Regions from separate parts of the Mus musculus genome. Here all the other regions are linked to region 2. The links are chromatin contacts, called in public Hi-C and HiChIP or PLAC-seq maps. All regions are on one chromosome and are shown on one strand. The core of a region is the stretch at or near the end of the contact, and the rest is flanking DNA. Distances in the headings are between cores, read along the strand shown. Region 1 overlaps Pik3r1 (phosphoinositide-3-kinase regulatory subunit 1). Region 2 has its middle 2.7 kb from the start of Gm41046. Region 3 has its middle 99 kb from the start of Gm41044. Region 4 has its middle 76 kb from the start of Pik3r1. Region 5 has its middle 29 kb from the start of Pik3r1.

Region 1 (2,700 bases), core at 188-2,687, 930 kb after region 2:
CTTCCAAAATCCTAGAGCTACCATGATATACCAAAAGTATATCAATGTGGATGGAAAATGCTTACTTGGCATAAAAAATTTAAAGATATATATCTGTGTGTACACACATAAACCTAAAGCTAGCTTTACACCTGCCTTTGCATGTTGCATATATTTCAGGTTCTCTGCTAACACCTATTTGTGTGTTAGCTACTTACTTTTCATGATAACTCTATGATAGTGACTTTATCCATACACCCGTTGTAAAGTCAAAGTGTAGTTAAATCCCCAAGTTACACAGCCAGTAGGAAAGCTGAGATTTGACCTTATAGTGCTCTCAAGCAGATATAGCATGCTAACAAGAGCTGGTAGATAATCATGTTATATCGTGTGACTCACTCACTCCTGTTCGGCCAGGGTGTGTCCCGGAGCCAAAGACAGATGACACCCCCACCCCCATCTCCCACCCCTACCCTCTTGCTTTGCAGTGACCTATGGTCTGCCAAGACAAAAGGAGCTCAACAAAATGGATGTTTCCTGTTTCAGGAAATAGACGCAAGAAAAACTAATGTATGAAGCAGACATGAGTGTCATTTTTCCTTCTATCAAAAGATCGCCAGGTCAGCAAGCTAGGAAAAAGTGATTGATTTTAAAGAGAGTTTATCCCCTCCGCATGTTGGAGCCTTGCTTTTGGTGTGTGTGTGTGTGTGTGTGTGTGCGCGTGTGTGTGTGTGTGTGCGAGCGCGTGTGTGTGTGTGTGTGTGTGTGTGTGTGTGTGTGTGTGTGTGTGTGTGTGTGAGAGAGAGAGAGAGAGAGAGAGAGAGAGAGGCCAGAGGACAAGGTCAGGTGACATTCTAGGAACTCCCTCTCCACTGAGACAGGCTCTCTCAGTGGCCAGGAAGTATGACGTTTAGGCTAGGCTGGTTGATCAGTGAGTACCGAAGCTCTGCCTCTCTCTGCCTCCCTAGGATTGGGATTACAGGTGTGAGCCACCGTGACCAGCATTTTTATGTGGGTTCTGAGGATCAAACCCATGTCTTTATCCTTAAATGGACAGCACTGTAGTGACTGAGCCTTCCACCCTCAGCCCAAACCTGTGCATTTTATGAGATTGATGAAAATATTAACTGTTAAATTAACCTCTATTTGACTTACGGTTCTCAATGTTATATATCACACATATAAGCCATATAAACTTGTTTCTATACAAATTATTATGTACTTATATGTAATATATATAAAATTGTATTTACATAAAAAGATCTGATAGTACAGCATGCATATAATGTCATAGGAAAAGCTTTGCTGGGATAATTATTCAAATATGCCTTTCTAATGGAACTACTTGATGGTTCCAGCAGGCTGTAACTTGCTACTGTAACTTGTAACAGCCTTCAAGTTAGGAGTTTTATGGACAGTTACATTGTAACTGTCACTTGTGGTCTAATCTTCCCCTTAAGGGAAGCTTGAGAAACACTGTCAGCTTTTTCGAGTAGAGGAAGTTTAAACATATTGGCGCAGAGTCTTCAAAATTGTTTAGCTTAAACTCCCATTCTTGTCAGACCACATCTTTCCAGGCCCTCTGCGGCTGGAGTCAGCTAGCTTTTGGCTCTCAGGAAGGAAAAGTTTCACCGAGTGCAACAAATGTTTACTCTTCTCTCCTTTGCCAGAGCTGGGGTCTGCTCAGCAGATCTGAGGCTTGGTTGCCGCCTGTCGTCAGTCTACAGGTTTTAGTTGTATAATTGCTTTTGGCCAATTCCAACTTAATTCTAAAACCTAGATAATACTTTTGGGTAAATAGTTTTGTTGTTTTTTGAGACAGGGTTTCTCTGGGTAGCCTTGGCTGTCCTGGAACTCACTCTGTAAACTAGGCTGACTTCAAACTCAGAGAGTTCCTCCTGCCCCTGACTCTGCCTCCTGAGTGCTGGGATTAAAGTTGTACACCACTAGCTATCATATTCATATATATATATGTATATATATATATATATACATATATAATTTACATTATATATTACATATTATAAGTATACTTATATATAATATATATTATATATACATATTTTTTACTGGGAAACCAATCTTTCCCCTCTCCCTTTCTGCCCCCACCCCCTTTTCGCAGTTCCCACCTGGCTCCTTCCTTTCCTCTCTTTCTTCTCCCATCCTATGCTTGCAGAGTCCACTCTGAGAGGCTGGTGTCTTTCACATACCTCACAAAGGATGGGTTGGTTTCACAACCAACTTTCCCGATGATGTAGTACCAGTGTCCCGCCTCACCTCTCAGGCAGCCCTGCTTGTCCATTTGCTCTGGTTTCTACTTAGATGATATCCTGCCCCTGGATTCAGTAGTTCTTTGAGGGTCCATCTTTTATCAACATCGGAAACCGTGCTTAGTTCACATGTGCAAGTGTTGTGAATTTTACATCCTATCACTTACAATTAGTACCTTTTTGAGTTCGCTCTCACATCTCATGTGTAATTTCCTAAGAGAAGAAAGGAGGGCTAGTTGATAGTGGTTGTAAACTCTTTTGACATGAGGGTAAAAGTATTTTGTTTATAGAGGACAGAAAAGGAGTTAATATTTAGCGACTGTGCTGAAGGCGGGACAGGACCTAAGGAATGTGGCCACCTGACCCTGGACCTCCCATCTGTGCATGTGCACCTGGATAATTACACAGGTTTTCGATTTGCTAGAAAGGTTGTATTTGTGACTTTAATTTA
Region 2 (2,700 bases), core at 170-2,669:
CTGGTGGGGGTCTTGGTAGCCCGACTGAGGGCTGATTAACAGTAAAGGTAGAGTGCCTTTAAGTGTGAGGGAGGTGTCATCTCTTGCCTCAGGTGGGCTTTCACTCAGGAAGTAGAGTGACAGTCATTCACGGTCCCACAGCACTTTGATAAAGTCAGTGGTCAGGCAGGGCAGAACCAAAAACATCCCCAGGTCTCAGCCATCAACTACCTGGCCCATTTTTGTCTCTTGTTTTCATCAGTACTTTAGATACTCACACCCCAAATGACTCAAATTCCTCCTGGATTCAAGTTTTCTCCTTGTCAGGACCTTTGAGCAAAACAGGCTCAGGGACAATACAGAGCCGTGAAGGGGTGGCAGCTGTCGCAGTACAGGCTTGCCCCCTGCGCCCTGTGTCCGTGTAGTTATGTGGGTCACATGTATCGGGTGCTGTAGGGCTTTGGAGACTCGGTGGCAAAAACAGTTGTCTGCAGTAGTTGGCTTTGTTTTGACCTAGTCCCTGCCCCACAGAAGCCTCTCAGTGGGGCACAGCACAGGGTCAGGCATCTCTTGTTTCCTCCCTGATAGCATTGGGAGGGCTACCATTTGGCATCTCTCCCAACCTTTGGTTAGAAGTGCGTGCACATACCCACGAACACTCAAACGATGCCTATTTAAAACAAAGAGCTCTGGCAGGGAGAGGGGGGAGTGGTGAATTTAAATGGACTCCGCTATTTGTTCTGGAACGACTCCTGTTTATTTAAGTTACCAAACGGAGCAGTCACAAGTTCTGTCAAATTCCTCAGACACCCAAATAGCTCCACATTTCAAAACCTTTGCCCTTCCCCACATCCTACCCCGAGGCTGTGTTGGTTGCTGAGTCTGACAGGTGCATTGTGGGTCAGGTGGCCTGGGCAAGTGGAAGGCCTCTGTCATGTTTCTACACCAAGAAACGAGAAGGCATCTCTGGGGAACTGAACATTGTGTGGACAGAGAATGTTCCTCACGGCACCAGGCAAAATGGTCTGCACCAACAAACTGCTTGTGGCCCCCTCTTGAGCCTTGCCCTGGCAGCTGCTCTGATTAGCCTTAGAATTTACATCTGCTATGAGTTCTGGGTCAGTCAGAGGACCTCAGTGGACAGGTTTGGAACCAGAACCAAGTTTGAGACTCTCCCCCTTCATTATCGTTCAGAAACATTTGTGACTTGATGTGGACCTGAGCAAGCTTTGGACAAACTGGGGGTTTAACACCATTCATTCTTTGTAGGTGAGTTTAACATTGCTACTGGGATGTAACAGATTAAAGTGCAGAAGTCAGCTCTCATTTTCTGATCGTGGCTGCAGCAAAATCTACCACGAAGACTTGCTTCCCTATGCATAGCTTAGATGTATCCATACCAGAGAGAGGAAAGTGTGACTTCATTTGAGGAAGTGTGTCCTTTGATGGCAACATTTTTTTTCCCAAATGCCACACAGGCACTGGGAGGGGTAGTAGTGTAGTCTCTGGGGTATCCTCCGGGCTTCTGTCCATCCTGTCCAGTGGAACCGTGTTGGTTTTTATCTCTGCGCTCCAACAGTTTCGAATGCTGGAGTCTGTTCTTTGACCTCCCCCATGTGAGGGGACATTGCTTTAGCATTTGCTATGGTTCAAGCACTGTTCTAAGGGACTTAGAGCTATTAACTTAGATTTATAAACCACAGAATGCTGTTAAAGAAAATACCTAAGATGTATAAGAAGTGTACATTGTGTTCTTTTGCTCCTATGAAAAACAACATATATGTAATATATACCACATATATTTTATGTAATTACAATTTTTATATAAACTTAATATAATTTTTATATAAATTATAATATATATAATTTTTGTCTCTTCCTTTGTTTCTCCATTTCTCTGTCTACCTCTGTCCCTCTGGGTTTTTTGTTTGTTTGTTTGTTTCTCTGTCTGTCTCTGTCCTTTGTCTCTCTGTGTATATGTGTGTATTTGCAAGAGGAGGAAATATAGAAAGATGAACAAGAAAATGGATAAGTTATTTCCGAGGTGATAAACTGAGGTGTAAGTATGGTGTAAATGGGAGAATTTTCACTTTATTGTAATTTACTCTCTTTGAATTATGGTGTGTGTGGTATATGTATATATTGGGGTGTGTGTGTGCATACGTTGCAGGAAATATTTTAAAAAGACCATCACGATCCCTCGCTAGTGATAGACACAGCGGGGCTACATGTCTCCATGATCTCTCTCTGGGTAATCTCTCTGGGCCGGAGCTCCCGAGTTCCCTTGGATCATTGCCATGCCAGCCCCATGCAATAACCGTCCACCCTGTGGTCAGCCGCCACAACATCCAGCAACCTGGTAGAAACAAATCTCTTGAGATGACCGGCAGGTTTCCTGCTCTACTGCCGGCAACTCTCTGCCCTGTGGGGCTGGCTGGCCATGCACTGGCCGACAATGGCCAACCTATTATCTCATGGAGACTCTGACTCAGACCTCCACAATCTCCCCACCCAGCTCGCTAGGTTCCCACTTTTGGGTTGCTATCATGCCAGCCTCATGCTTCAAAGCCCCCGAGGCCTTTGTGGTGCACATCAGGCAAACCCTTGCTTTGCCGCCGTACTTTTGTCTCTGGAACCCAGTCAAGTTCCTGAGAGAAGAAAAACACCACACAAATTTAGCTCAGAAACAATGGTAACTCAATCTCTGGGTGCAACAACTAA
Region 3 (2,700 bases), core at 183-2,682, 750 kb after region 2:
ACGTTGTGAGTGTAAACACACCTTTAACAGACATTTCTCTAGCCAGAAGAGCTGATAAAAGGTTTGACTGGGAAGGTGGCCACAGACATGACCTATGTGCCTTTCTATTCGTTCATCTCTCTTCCTTCCTTTGGGGATCTTTTTTCTTTACCCCTTGCCTGTTTTCTATTTATAGGCATAACATATTTGAGCGCGATGACCAGATGACTAGAAATAGCCTAGGTCATTTGTTCTGTTAGCAAAGTTAGCTCCTCCCTTTCTTCAACTAATCTATGATTGTGTTTCTCGCACTTAATAATGGGTGTGAATTGAAAATGTGATACCAGATAAAGAAAAGAAAAACTAAAGTCTCCTTTTCCAGAGCCTATCACCACGAGAGCATGGGCTCTGACATTTCTGTTCTTTTCTTTTTGTTTCTCACACGCATGAGAGATTCCAGGAAAGCTTTCTTTTCTTTTCTTTCTTTTTTCAGCCTTTTTTTCTTCAAACTAAGTAGCGTTGGTACCCTGAGCCAGAGAGTGCAGTGGCTGGTGAGCGAGTGTTGACTTGTCTAAGCAAAGCACTGCTCAGAGCATTAGGAAAGGGAAATCCAGGGACTGGGAGCAGATTGTGGCAATTCCCACACACTTTGTCTCACTCTCTTCTAGCTGGGTATGCGTGGCTAAAGTCACGTTGCAGCCTCGCCTTGCAAGGAGGGAAACAATAAGCTAACAGGCTTCCAGCATAGACTTCTCACATTGGCCTCCAGAAGTTAAAATGAGTACAAGGCAGACTTCCAATCCCTAAAGAGGTTGTTGTGTATGTAAACACACACACATACTCCACACACACACTGTACATACCACACATATACATATATATGCACACACAGAGACATACAGACACACACTCCACATACCACACACAACACACTATACACACACCACACACACACACACACACACACACACACACACTACACCATACACACACATACACACATACCATACATACTTTATACATTACACACCACATACACACATGCACACATCACATACACACCACACACATACCAACCACATACACCAGCCCTAAAATAAAACATCTACTGAATACAACTTCCAACTGGGGCACAGATCTGAACAAAAAACACATTTCCTCACAACTTTGTTGCCTGGGAGTGTCTTTCTGGACCCCCTCTGTACACCACTTCTATACACACCTTCAAGATACCAAGCACTCCTGAACACTGCCTTTCTTGACCCTGGATACCAAAGAGACGTTCTGCCTTTGTAAAAGGCCACCCCTGAATAGTCTTGCTAATGTATACCTTATCTGTGGAGACAGAGATAAGAAGGCCCAATCAATAGCAGCCTGTGTATAGAACAAAGCTTTGGCTTAAATACTAAGGCTAAGAGCAACTTGGACGAAATAGGGAACTGGGCTTAGGCCAAAGTCTGGAGCTGCTGCTGGTGCAAAGAGGGCGGTTTTTTGTGTGGTAGATTTACAGCATGCAGCATAGACCATCAGCCCTCCTGACTGCCCTTAAGAGAGTTAGACATCCCGATTTGCATTCCCCACATGGCTCTTAGAAGCATCCTGAAGCTTGGCCACAAGCCAACAAGACTTGGAACGCCAAGATTCAAGATACCATTTTTTTTTTCTGGTTCACAGTATTTCTAAATATGAACTCTCCTTCTAAGCAAGGAGAATTTAATTTTTTTTCTAAGCAACAAAATTTTTATAGAGATCAAGGTAAGGAAAGCTACTGTTTTTGTCTGGTTCTCTTCAGCTGGGGTCTGGGTCCTCTTCCCATCACACTGGCCACGTAGGGCATAATAGGGCTTATATACTGGGTTTAGTATACAGATAGGTTCTCAGATCTGCATGGTTTATTGTCCTAATTTCTTTTTCTGTTGCTGTGTAAAATAAAGACAACTTAAGAGAGAATGGACTTGTTCTGGTCCAGAGTTCAGGTTAAGGTCCACTCTGGCAGAAAAGTCACAGTGGCAGGAACTGAAAGGAGCTGGTTACGTCATATTCGGAGACAGAATGAACGGGCAACAGACACCAGCATGTTGGTGCTCTCCTTCATTTCTCTGTTTTAAACATGTCAAGGCTTGGTCCTGCCCACCATCATGAATCAGGACAGTCCTTCACAGACATGCCTTAAGACCTATCTCCTGGGTGACTCTAGAGTCTGTCAAGGTGACAAATAACACTAATCGTCACATCTAGAGCAGTCGTTCTCACCATTCCTAACCCTGTGGCCCTTTCATGTTGTGGGACACCTCCCCCCCCCCTGCCCCCAGCCATAAAATTACTTTCATTGCTACTTCATAACTGTAATTTTGCTACTGATATGAGTCATAGTGTAAGTATCTGTGTTTTCTGATGGTCTTAGGCAACCCCCTGTAAAAGGGTTGTTCAACCTCCGCAAAGAAGGTCACAACTCACAGGTTGAGAATTGCTAGCCTGGAGGTACAACTGAGTCACAGAAGGTGCTCACTCTCTTTCCTGTTCATCTTGTGGGCCCTGGAATTTAGGGGGAGCTAGACTCACAGAAGGAGGTTTTTGCTTGCTGCTTTGCTTTGCTTTGCTTTGGAAAACAAGATTTTAGATTGTGGGGGTTATTTGTTTGTGGTTGTTTGTTTTTGCCAATTGGAAACAAACAAAAACTACCATGGGAGTGACACCAGTGAGCTCCCAGTCATCAGACTT
Region 4 (2,700 bases), core at 46-2,545, 820 kb after region 2:
TCTAAAGCTATAGCAAAACATAGGTTTGCATGACTCTCAACCTAGATCCTATCTGAAGAAGCATATAAAATAAAAATCTGATTTTTGTTCATCATTAAAATAGTCCACATGAAATATTATCTCTATGCTTTAGACAGAAACCATGCCTTTAAAAAAAAAAGTTCAGAGTGGCATGAGGAAGGCTGTGTAAGAACAGTTAATCCTGGGTAAAATACTTCTGACAGAACACCTCGGGGTCAATGCTTCCTTAATCCTTCGCTGCCAACACTCACTCTGATTGTGAATAGTAGATTAGTGTTCTGTGTTGAAGGTCTCTACACAGCTCTGTGGCTGAAGGCTGTCCTTGACTTGGCATGATCTGAACTTTAAGAGCAAAGAAAAGCAGTGGGTATCTGTTTAAAAAGAAAAAAAAAACTTTAAAAAGTGATTCCCACACTCCACATGTCCCGGGACAGGGATATTGGCAAAGCCATATTAGAAGCGTTAGCTCAGTGAAGCTCTGTGCGTATAAGTTGCAACAAAAGAACTTTCACAGCAGCAGGAAGATATTCATCATGTTATATAAGTGGCATTATAAAACAGATAAAACACATAGTCCAAAAAAGCAATAAGCAAGTCTTCTGGAACTAAGTTGATGCTGGAAAACTCCAGATTATAAATCATGTTTACACAAGACTAAGCTTGAAAGAAGTTAAACTGTTCTGAGAAGAGAAACATATTAAACTGTGCATTCCATCATGGACAAACGGGAATGGAGATCTTTGGATTATGGATTTGGCTACCCATGAATACATCAAGTGATTCGAAAATGGTACATGATCCTCCTCTGTGCAAACACTTTTGTAAACCATGGTCAGAGTTTAGTTCCATGAGTCAGAGCCACTGCTTGCATTTCTGTCCCAAGTGATAAGCTGCCCCTTGGGCTGTGCCCAAGGATAGAAACCACCCAGCCAAGACTCCCAGGGGCCAAGCACTTAGTACAATGGTCCTGGGATAAGTAGAAAGCAGTGATGTCACAGCCTTGTCATAAGGAGAATCTTCCAGCTGTGTTACTGAGAAGAAGAAATTTAGGGGCTGACTTTATGAGATGAGCCAGAATGTAGGACTTTTGTGTAAAAAAAAATTGTATTTTTAACATACTGAGCTAACTCAAATGTATGAAAACACTACATACAGAAAGAAATCAGAGCAAATCTCCTAGGTATAATTGGAGTTGGTCCTATCAGGATACGATTCCTTCTTTGACCTCTAACACATGATTGTGAATAATGTTCCTCTTATGATGAAGGAAGTGAGAGTAAACTTCAGAATCTTCCCTGAGGAGGCAACTCTGCTATTATCAGCTCTCCCAACCATGGGTCATGCAATAGAGTGAGTGGTGACCCCTGTCCTGCCAAAGATATGTCTATATTCTATTCTGTGGAACCTGTAAATGGCACCTTATGTTGAAAATGATCTGGATGTAATTAAATCAGAGACTTTTGTATGAGATCACCCTGGATTACCTAGGTAGGCCTTCCATTTAACAACCTTATAGAGGACAAACAGAAGTTGGACTGAAGAATATTGGAACAGCTGGAGACTGGGCAAAGAATGGTTACAGGATCTCAAGCCATAATACACCCCAAAGTACCAGAAGCTAAAGAAAACAAAGGGCAGAATTCTTCCTAGAGCCTTCAGAGGGTACATAGCCCTGAGGATACTGTCACTTTGTCCTTCTGGTTTTCAAAACTGTGATGATAAATGTGACCTTATTGTTATGAGTCACCAAATTCGAGGTAATATTTTTATGGCTGCTACAGGAGCTATCATAGGTCAACATCATGTCTCTTCACAGGGTTTCTGTAAGCAACTTCCCACCACCTGATACACAGATGCACCCCCTTTATTAAAAATTATACCCCAAACTACAAAACAGCTTCTCCACTTAAACTGGAGTCTTCATGTCATCAAAATTAAATAAAATATTCATGTAGCCCAAGAGAACCAATAATCTACAGAGAATAATGTCTTCAGTGGAGAATTACATTGAAAACCAAGCATACCTTGGCTGCTAGGGTTCTGCACTAGAAAGACAACTCAGATAGGAACGAGACCATCTCTGAAGTCTGAAAGAATTGTTATTTCTTTCTTTCTTCTACTCCAAATGTCAAGACCATCATCAAGACTTTTCTAATGGAATCAGAGGCTATTGAGGCCATAGCCTGATGTACCATATGTTTGTTTAGCAAATCGTATAGGTCCAGAATTCACCTCTCCTTTAAGTTCCTATGGGTCTCTCTAATTTCTTTTTTTTAATATGATTATCTCTCAAGGAACTTGCTTTTAAATAGAGGAGGAGGGATGGAACAAGAGTCATTGGCTCAGATGATGAATGTTAGAGATAAGCACACAGTGTTGCTTTTGTTGTCTTTATTGTTGTGTTGTTTGTGGAGCTACAGATCAAACCCATGGCTCTCAGCATGCTAGACAAGTACTCTAAGCCATTTCCCCAGCCCCGCAGGTCTATAGAATGAACAAAAAGTATTGGTTGTCCAGTAAATGCTGTTCTAGAGCTAACTACTCTGATTGTAACCTTGTGGTATGGTATATCCCTGTTCATCTGGGGAAAATTGGTCAAGAATCACTCTTCTGATATGTCTTCTCTGATTTCACATCTTGTTCCCAGTCTCCACTGGACTATCTTCCTAACGACTATAT
Region 5 (2,700 bases), core at 171-2,670, 870 kb after region 2:
TTCCTAATACTCATATCTCGCATGTGCATTTCTGGTTTGAAGAACTTTAAACCATGTTTCAAAGTTACATTTTTAAGTTTTAGAGCATGGCATAATTCTATGTTTGGAAATTTTAGGACAGCTGAATGATTTTCTATCTGTATGTATCTATCTAATCTATATTTATCATTTCTGGAGTGGGCTGTACACATAAAAAAATCTCGTGATAATGTGTTACCATTATATCTTTAATTCTTGGTTCTTGTAAGAATAATGTTGGTGAAGACATCACTATAGTCACTGTTAATACATAATTAATTACCCCCAAACCAGCAGCTTAGGCCTGTGCTTTCATTTTTGTTCTCAGCTTTATGGTTGAGAATCTAAAAAGGTCTCCGTAGGCAGGTCTCTCCCAGGACCTCGCCTACAGGTACAGTCAATGGTACCTGGGCTCCTGCCCCAGATGAGGCATGCACTGGCTGCTTGGAGTCCCTACTGATGGTCTCTTTGTTGTTGACTCCAGCATAGTGTTGAAGAGCAGCCAGATGTCCTGTGTGGCGGGTAACCTTACTTGGAATATGCAGGAGAGTAAGGCAGGACTTTCACTCTCAGTTGCCCCTGCCAGGGGCACCTCCCAGTGGGAAGAGGAAGGGGGTCTTTGAAGGCATGTTTTGAAGCTGTGGTGGGTTTCCTTTTGTTGTGTCCTTTAAGAAGAACAATTTGGTGCTTAGTTTCTTAAACTAGACTACAGATCATCTTCAAGACCCCACACGTTTGGGAGTTCGTTTTATGCTTCTAGAACTTAGTACGGGGCTGTTGTGTACCAAGTGCTACAAAACAGAATCAAAGGCCTACAGTCAAAAAAAAATCCCACCCTTCAAAGCAAACAGTCAGGTTTATTGTGCTGATAAAACCACCCTAGAGAGATAACCAGGATACCTTAGGTTGTTTGAGTCTGAGCCAGTCATCTAATTCAGCTCTTCTTCTTTTCCCTCCAATGACACAGTTGCAGGTTAAGCTGTACAGCCAAGTAGCAAAGACAGGACCATTGGTGCCCAAGGTCTAGTCATTGTTTCTGGTCCACCTGAAAGCTCTGTTTTATCAGTTATTGTTTGAGAGTTTGGTTTTATTGAAACTCAGAGAGACTCCAGTGGCTTAGATCATTCTTATACACAAGAATGGGGCAAGACTTTCTGTCAATCTGCTGAGTGCAGCAGGAGCCTTTCCCTCTCTCTCTCTGACCTTTCTGTCTATTCTAGGAAGATAAAGAAAAGTCCCAGAGGCCTCCCCAGGAGGCCCTGGGGCTCTGCATTGATCTCTGCAGTCTTGAAAAAAACTAACTTCCTGGCCGTTTCTTCTTGTTTCTCAGGAGAATCTTGTGGCCTATCTGTCTGGGACCAAGCAGAGTCTGAAAGGCTTCCTGTGACTTCTACACAGGCTGTGAGGAAGTAGAGATGTCACAGAATGTTCCAGGAACGTTAGACTATGTTTCAGGCAGTGCCTATGACTTGGGACCGTGATGTAAGTCATCATCTTGGCCTTTCGGTATGAGACAAGCAGCGAGCCCAGTAGCCACCTTTGTATCACGGAGATGCAGGTTTGCAAAGAAGAATGGAACTGTTAAAGAGCCTTCCTAGTGGCTACCAGGAGGGTAGGAGCAATGCTTTCTGGCTTAAGGTTTGTCTAGCTTTCCTGAGCAGAAGGCTTTTACTTCTGCATGTACTGTGGCTGTAATTAAGTGATTCACATTCACAATGCTCAGTATTTATCTAAAATACTCTAAGTCCTCATTAGGAGGGGGGAAATTCATTAACATTTGGCTTCCTGAACTTACTAATGTGGTACATCCCTCTCTAAGCTCCTTTTAACACTAGGGTTCTCCAGAGAAACGGAATAGTGTGTGTGTGTGTGTGTGTGTGTGTGTGTGTGTGTGTGTGTGTGTGAAGATGCAAAGAGATTTGCTGCAAGGAATTGCTAGTATTGTTATGAAAAGCTGACAAAGCTCAATGAGCAGCATACTAGAACCTTAGGAAAGCAGGGGTCACCAAGCTGGGTCCCAATGACTTGGCTTAACCAGAAGCCAGCTGGAGTAGCTCTAGGCAAATGCCAGTAAGACCAGAGATCCAGGGTAACCTGAAGACGAGAAACAAGGCAAAGCAATGCTTCAGCTCTAGGTACCCAGAGGGAAGGAACCATCTTTCCTGTAGTAGCCAACCTCTATGTTCTAAGCTTCTGCAATCTGCCTGAGTCTCACTCATGTTAGAGAGAACGATGTATTACCACGTCTACTAATTCAAGTATTAATTTCATCCACAAACACCCTCATACTCAAAATATGTTTGGCTGGATATCTGGGAAATCTCTTACACAGTTACTTTTGATACAATTAGCCATCACACTTACGGTGATGGGGTCACACACTACAGAGGACTAATCAGATAGAAATCTCAGATAAATCTCCATGATTGTAACAGAAATGTCTCTCTACTTACTCTGATCTGGTACTCATGTATATGTAAAGTTTTTCCTGTTTGCTGTGCGCCCACAGCATTTCTATTTAGGGCCTGTAACTATATGGGGCAGCCCATGTATGTTTGATCTTTACTGTCATCTTGAATGCATTCAGAATAATTAGGAGACACATTGGCAGTGTGTCTGTGGGACAGTCCCAAGATATTTAAATGAGGAGGGAAGAACCACTCCAATTGTGCACTATGCCAC

Evidence for each region. A called contact is a pair of places that touch in the nucleus more often than the background predicts. HiChIP or PLAC-seq counts read pairs in DNA pulled down with a chosen protein or histone mark.
Region 1: a contact with region 2 is called in an H3K27ac HiChIP or PLAC-seq map of microglia, with 7 times the contacts expected there. The contact joins two enhancer-like sites. A contact is called at or near these places in 2 of 15 datasets of contacts at CTCF or cohesin (large pre-B cells and pro-B cells), 35 of 484 Hi-C or Micro-C datasets (B cells, CD8 T cells, the CH12 cell line and 25 more) and 17 of 115 datasets of contacts at active chromatin or transcription factors (DN3 thymocytes, the HPC-7 cell line, bone marrow-derived macrophages and 9 more).
Region 3: a Hi-C map of bone marrow-derived macrophages shows a contact between it and region 2, with 11 read pairs. The contact joins two enhancer-like sites. A contact is called at or near these places in 1 of 15 datasets of contacts at CTCF or cohesin (large pre-B cells), 2 of 484 Hi-C or Micro-C datasets (both in bone marrow-derived macrophages) and 3 of 115 datasets of contacts at active chromatin or transcription factors (acute myeloid leukemia, fibro-adipogenic progenitors and microglia).
Region 4: a contact with region 2 is called in a Hi-C map of bone marrow-derived macrophages, with 11 read pairs. The contact joins two enhancer-like sites. A contact is called at or near these places in 1 of 15 datasets of contacts at CTCF or cohesin (large pre-B cells), 1 of 484 Hi-C or Micro-C datasets (bone marrow-derived macrophages) and 4 of 115 datasets of contacts at active chromatin or transcription factors (cardiomyocytes, embryonic midbrain and embryonic stem cells).
Region 5: a contact with region 2 is called in an H3K27ac HiChIP or PLAC-seq map of microglia, with 4 times the contacts expected there. The contact joins two enhancer-like sites. A contact is called at or near these places in 4 of 484 Hi-C or Micro-C datasets (bone marrow-derived macrophages and embryonic stem cells) and 13 of 115 datasets of contacts at active chromatin or transcription factors (craniofacial prominence, embryonic forebrain, embryonic stem cells and 5 more).

Annotation. Positions count from the first base shown.
Region 1 is chr13:101,741,613-101,744,312 of GRCm38.p6, reverse strand. The region is part of intron 2 of Pik3r1 (phosphoinositide-3-kinase regulatory subunit 1); the gene reads left to right. Among named protein-coding and RNA genes, the nearest start is that of Pik3r1, 25 kb to the left of the region's middle. Within about 2 kb of position 1,437, at least 46 of the 459 cell types and tissues checked have an H3K27ac peak or open chromatin away from gene starts, as enhancers often do. A contact at or near this core is called in bone marrow-derived macrophages, hematopoietic stem and progenitor cells, hematopoietic stem cells and 2 more, where this site is marked.
Region 2 is chr13:102,667,805-102,670,504 of GRCm38.p6, reverse strand. No RefSeq gene overlaps it. Among named protein-coding and RNA genes, the nearest start is that of Gm41046, 2.7 kb to the right of the region's middle. Within about 2 kb of position 1,419, at least 32 of the 459 cell types and tissues checked have an H3K27ac peak or open chromatin away from gene starts, as enhancers often do. A contact at or near this core is called in bone marrow-derived macrophages, hematopoietic stem and progenitor cells, hematopoietic stem cells and 2 more, where this site is marked.
Region 3 is chr13:101,913,638-101,916,337 of GRCm38.p6, reverse strand. No RefSeq gene overlaps it. Among named protein-coding and RNA genes, the nearest start is that of Gm41044, 99 kb to the left of the region's middle. Within about 2 kb of position 1,432, at least 50 of the 459 cell types and tissues checked have an H3K27ac peak or open chromatin away from gene starts, as enhancers often do. A contact at or near this core is called in bone marrow-derived macrophages, where this site is marked.
Region 4 is chr13:101,842,841-101,845,540 of GRCm38.p6, reverse strand. No RefSeq gene overlaps it. Among named protein-coding and RNA genes, the nearest start is that of Pik3r1, 76 kb to the right of the region's middle. Within about 2 kb of position 1,295, at least 13 of the 459 cell types and tissues checked have an H3K27ac peak or open chromatin away from gene starts, as enhancers often do. A contact at or near this core is called in bone marrow-derived macrophages, where this site is marked.
Region 5 is chr13:101,795,866-101,798,565 of GRCm38.p6, reverse strand. No RefSeq gene overlaps it. Among named protein-coding and RNA genes, the nearest start is that of Pik3r1, 29 kb to the right of the region's middle. Within about 2 kb of position 1,420, at least 29 of the 459 cell types and tissues checked have an H3K27ac peak or open chromatin away from gene starts, as enhancers often do. A contact at or near this core is called in microglia, where this site is marked.